Regions from separate parts of the Mus musculus genome. Here region 1 is linked to region 2. Evidence: chromatin contacts called from public HiChIP or PLAC-seq data. All regions are on one chromosome and are shown on one strand. Each heading gives the region's core, a stretch centred on a gene start, on an enhancer-like site or on the middle of the called end of the contact. The rest is flanking DNA. Distances are from core to core; before and after follow the strand shown. Region 1 has its middle 15 kb from the start of Ddx47. Region 2 overlaps 1700055D16Rik (RIKEN cDNA 1700055D16 gene).

Region 1 (2,700 bases), core at 55-2,554, 210 kb before region 2:
CTCTGTTCTGTAACACACTCTCTCTCTCTCTCTCTCTCTCTCTCTCTCTCTCTCTCTCATCTCTATCTCTGGGGTGGTATGGTGTGTGTGGGTATAAGGGTATGTGTTTTGAACATGGGAAGGCTCACTCGTGTGTGTGTGTGTGTGTGTGTGTGTGTGTGTGTGTGTGTGTGTGTGTGTAGGCCAGAGGTCAACATCCAGTGTCTTCCTTGATTGCTCTTCCTATCATATGGGTCTCAAGGACCAAGCTCAGATAGTTAGGCTTGGCAGAAAGCTCCTTTACCCACTAAATCACCCCACAAGCCCACAACCATATTTTTTTGTTTTTGAGACAGAGTTTCTCATTGAACCTAGAGTTCACCAATTGACTACACTGACTGGCTAGAGAGTCCCAGATGTCCAGCCTCCCTTCCCAAGTGCTGTGATCACAGGCACAGGCCACCACACCAACTGTTCATGAGTTCCGGGGATCTGAACTCAGGCCCTCCTACTTGTACAGCAAGCACTTCAGCAGCTGAGACGTCTGTCCAGCCTCTCATTTTCTTTTTAATGCCAGGAATCAAACCCAGAGCCACGTGCATGTAAACACAGCCTTTGCCATTGAGCTATGCCCTCAGGCCCACAGCCCAATATTGCTGACCATCATGCCTGACTGCTGCTATCATTCTTTTGGATGGAGGACAAGTCCCCATCACTTTGGGCCAAAGACAAAAAGAATAAGTGACTCACTAGCTCCCTGGCACCAAGCCATGAGATAACATGGACAAGTGAAAGCTATGGACTGGCCTGGATGAGGGTACAGCAAAACAGAGGGATATATCGTGAAAGAGGATTCAAGACCCTGAACAACTTACTCTCATACACACTGTGCATTGGGAAGGAAATGCCTGTATTCCCAGGCTCCAGACTGGAGGGGGAGAACCAGGAGTTGGTGACCTATCAATACCTAGATAGGCAGGGGAGACTTTAGCACAAATGGAAAGCTAGCACAGATAGGGACCAGGGAACAGAGCAAGGCTGCATTTTATACAGCATTTAGTTCTCCCAGTCCTAGAGTCTGGGTAACCCAGAGATCCCTGCACACAAAAGGCAAGCTCTCTACCTGTGAGGAAACACCCCAGGCCTGGCCTGGCAGTCCTGTTAAAGACTATCACCCTTCAGATACCTATAGGTACTTCTCATACCTGCCCTGATTGCTACCCCTTAGTCACTGCAGGCCACACAAGAGTACACTGTGTGCCCTTTGATTCTGCACTGCACCCCAGTCACTGCTCACTAGTAACTATTTTTTCCCACAGAGGAAGTGAGGGCGAGCATTTCCCCCTTCTGCCATCTACCGGTGAAAACGAAGATGTTCTGTTATCCTCTCTTAATGGTTGCCCATTGGAAACTAAGTTGGCATCTGAAAGCTTATAGGCATAACACTCATTTGTTATGTGGAGCACATTTAAGGAAATGCAATACTGCCACCACTGGCTGATTCCTTTCGTTCAGTAAGTGCTTGTTGAGTGTATAATGTGAAATGCATACAAAAGACACACATACACATCATATAAGGACTGAGATTTGGAATCAAATTTGGTTTTGTTTTTTTGGTTTGTGTATGTGCTTTTGTTTGGGTCTTTTGACCTAAAATTTTTTTGCATCTATTTATCAGAGGTAGGGTGGAAACTATCACAGGATGTTAAGAGATTAAGAGGAAGTTCTGTGAGTCAGTTCTCTCATTATATGAGTCCTGGGGGGATCAATCTCAGGTCCTCAGGTTTAGTAGCAAGTGCCTTTACCTGCTGAGCCACCTCACTGGCTCTGTTTTCCAAAAGATGGGGTTTCCACGTAGCCCAGGCTGGCTCCAAACTACCTACGCAGCTGATGCTGGCCTTGAACTCCTGATCTTCCTGCTTCTTCCTCCTAAAATCTGAGATTACTGGTATCAGATGAACAGATGGCTGTAAGCAGACGAAAGCTCTACCATGGTTTGAGAATGGCCCCCAATGCATGGAGGTGTTTGGGAAGAATTAGGCGGCGTGTCCTTGTTGCAACAGGTGTGTCACTGGAGGTAAACTTGGAGGCTTCGAACGCCCATTCCAGGCCTAATCTCCTTCGTTCTGCCTCCTGTTTGTGGATCAGATCTAAGCACTTAGCTACTGCCATGTTCCCTAGCTTGATGATCATGGCATAATCCCGAAACTATAAGCAAGCCCCCAATAAATGCTTCCTTTTATATGATGTCTCCTCACAGCAACAAAGTCTCTAAGACAAGCTCCAGCGGTATCAACAGGTATGAGGGTCCTACAGACTGTGTGGCCTCCAGCTGAGCATGTTCTTGTCTTCAATCATGGCCCAGAGCTCTTGTCTACTTAGGTGTGACTGTTTGGCGATACTTCCCAGACCTCAAGTTTCTGCAGTTATTTTTAGCTGTAGTTTTAGTGCATTCTTGAGACAGGTGAGGCATAAAGAATGTAGGTGTGGGTCACCCTTGAATCTCCAGTGCTTGGGCTGAGTCTCTTGTCATTCCAGCCCAAGAGTGACTCACACCCTTTTATTATCTGCCCCAAGGCTAGGTTTCACCTCAAGAACTCTGGATTAGAATTGCCACAGCCTAGTCTCTAATTTCTTTTTTGAGGACATGCCTTCTTCATGCTTTGTCACCTGCTTCTGATAAGGTGGATTCCTTCATTTGCTGTAACCAACACCACTGCC
Region 2 (2,700 bases), core at 100-2,599:
ACGAATGGCACTGCTTTGCAAAGGTCTTTCTAATGGCTAAACCTTATTGTTGAAGATATAACACACGTTGGTTGCAGGACATGAAGAAATCAATGAAGGACTGACCTGAAAACCTTTTCCCTGCTGGTCATGTTTCACAGTGCTGGAAGATACTCTGCAGCCCCACTAGGGAAGAAGAGCCATCAGTGGATTTACCCAGCAGTGGATCCTGCATATTACAACGCCGGCCTGCCAGGCAAAGTGTGCCTACCTGTGCAATAGCAGCATAGCTACTGTGGAGATAACCAACTGTTTCCTGCTTAGATTTGAGGAAGGAATTCTCTCTACAGGAGACAATCCATGCCTGGTACTATGGTCTAAAGCTCATGGCTATAGAGGAACCTCTACTCTTATTTGCTAAATGGACATGCTGTCAAACAGCCTTCTAAAATATTTACATTTATAACCATACATTAGTGCTGCTCTCAACCTGATTACTGGTCAAAATGCTGAGGATAAGGGACTCTTGAGAGCTCACCCCCAAACGGGACGTTTATATCAGTCCTACAACCCCTCCACCCACAACTCAAGGACTGTCAAGGAAGATGGGGCAGAAATAACGCAAGAGTGGAAGGTCAGGGAGGGGTGCTGTGAAATGCTTTTATGGGCATGGCATGGCTATGGCACTCATGAGCTCACAACAGCTGTGCTTACCAGCACAAGACCTGCATGAGATCAAGTCAGTCAACATTCCAGCCTGGAGGGGAGAGGAGTTCACGAGGCTTTCCCACAGCCGAGGAACTGTTGGCAATCCACAAGTTCAATTGATGAGCAGGAGAGTCATTTTTCTTTAGGAGTGTGTCTATTGTTACGTTACCCAGGCTCCAGTGGATGGCTCCACAGTCATGTGCATGCAGGCAGTGCTAGCCAGACTCAATAGGCTCTAAAAAGAAAGACAGGAAGGTAGGAAGAGAAAATATTAGGGAAACCCAGAGGAGTAGCCATGGGGATTTCTGTTGGATACAAACAAGATACATTGTATACATGTTTGAAATTGTCAACTTGTCAAAGAATAAATTTAAAATATTCAAAACATACTCAACACACACACACACATTCACAACAAATGCACACATAGAGAGAAAGGTCTTAGTGCAATATGATGATATAATGCCTGTGATTTCAGAGCTCAGAAGGTAGAAACAGAACGACCAAGAGCAGCCTTGACAGCACGAGACCCTGTCTCAAAACACTCTAGTTAAATCAATAGGATTTTGCCACCCAGTGGAGTTTTCCTCACTGCTCTTCCTAGGGTGCTCACCTGAACTGTTTCTGCTGCATCTCTTCATGTGACGGATGAGTCACGGCTTTGCTACCCTGATTTGTTTGTTTTTATAGTACTGGTGGTTGAACAAGAGCTTTGTGCATGCTAAGCAAGCTGTTCCAACTGAGCCACGTCCTCAGCCTTTTTGTTTGTTTTGAATCTAAGAATGAAGAATCTAGCTCTTTTGCTCTCCCTCTCCCTCTCCCTCTCCCTCTCCCTCTCCCTCTCCCTCTCCCTCTCCCTCTCCCTCTCCCTCTCCCTCTCCCTCTCCCTCTCCCTCTCCCTCTCCCTCTCCCTCTCCCATCTCCATCTCTCTCTCTCACTGGCTTTCTCTCTTTTACTCTTTCTCATTCTGTAGACCAGTGGCCTTGAACTCACAGAGATCCTAGGATTAAAGGCATGCTCCACCACGGCCAGGCAAATAGTCTCTTTTTATACCTGTTTTCAGACTTGGTTTGACCAGATATCATCATCATCATCATCATCATTGTCATCATCATCATGAGTGTGAGTGTGTGTGTGTGTGTGTGTGTGTGTGTACACACGAGTGAGTACAGACGCCACAGTGTGCATATGGAGATCAGAGAGAACTTTGTGGAGCTGAGTCTCTTCTACCTTTCTGTGGGTTTGAGAGTCACACTCAAGCTATTAGGCTTTCATAGCAAGAACTTTACTGTCTGAGCCACCTTTTGGGGCCCAAACTGGTATTTTTCTAGAGCTTTCTGCTAAAAATTTTGGACAAGTAAATACAGAACTCTTCAGGGGTTTTGCATAGTTAAGTTTGTCCTTCCTTCCTTCCTTTCTCCCTCCCTCTTTGGTTTTGTTTTTTGAGAGAGGATTTCTCTTTGTAAGAGCCTTGGCTATCCTGGAACTCATATGCCAGGCTGTCTTAGAACTCCCAGAGACCCGCCTATCTCTGCCTCCCAAGTGCTGGAAATAAAGGCCTGTACCGAAGCACATACTTTCTATTGCCAGTGAACTTTGTTTCTTTTTGTTCTTTAGTTATTTAAATAATCACTATGTTTCCCTAATAAGAGAGAATAGTCAGAACTAATTAGTTCTGCTACAGGGCTCATTTTGTAATACAGCATGAGGCTTTATTTATTTATTTATTTATTTATTTATTTATTTAGAACAGGGTTTTATGTAATCCTGAATGACCTTGAACCTGCTATGTATCTGAGGATGATGTTGGGCTCCTGGTTACACAGCACCTAGCTTAACAGGAATTTTAAAGTGTGTGTGTGTGTGTGTGTGTGTGTGTGTGTGTGTGTGTGTGTGTGTGCTTATTATATGTGAGGGTGTTTATGTGGACTTCAGAGGACACCCTCTGGTATAACTGCTTGATTTCAGCTGGCTTGAGCCAGGGTCTCTTGTTTGTGGTTTCATATGCTAGG

The links. HiChIP or PLAC-seq counts read pairs in DNA pulled down with a chosen protein or histone mark.
Region 1: a contact with region 2 is called in an HNF4G HiChIP or PLAC-seq map of pancreatic cancer cells. The contact joins two enhancer-like sites. A contact is called at or near these places in 2 of 39 promoter capture datasets (fetal liver and neutrophils), 3 of 115 datasets of contacts at active chromatin or transcription factors (bone marrow-derived macrophages, large pre-B cells and pancreatic cancer cells) and 1 of 9 other capture datasets (adipose tissue).

Annotation. Positions count from the first base shown.
Region 1 is chr6:135,025,020-135,027,719 of GRCm38.p6, reverse strand. No RefSeq gene overlaps it. Among named protein-coding and RNA genes, the nearest start is that of Ddx47, 15 kb to the right of the region's middle. Within about 2 kb of position 1,304, at least 69 of the 459 cell types and tissues checked have an H3K27ac peak or open chromatin away from gene starts, as enhancers often do. A contact at or near this core is called in pancreatic cancer cells, where this site is marked.
Region 2 is chr6:134,818,605-134,821,304 of GRCm38.p6, reverse strand. 1700055D16Rik (RIKEN cDNA 1700055D16 gene) reads right to left here. Exons shown (of 2, transcript NR_151454.1): 2 at 1-922. Among named protein-coding and RNA genes, the nearest start is that of Crebl2, 10 kb to the left of the region's middle. Within about 2 kb of position 1,349, at least 33 of the 459 cell types and tissues checked have an H3K27ac peak or open chromatin away from gene starts, as enhancers often do. A contact at or near this core is called in pancreatic cancer cells, where this site is marked.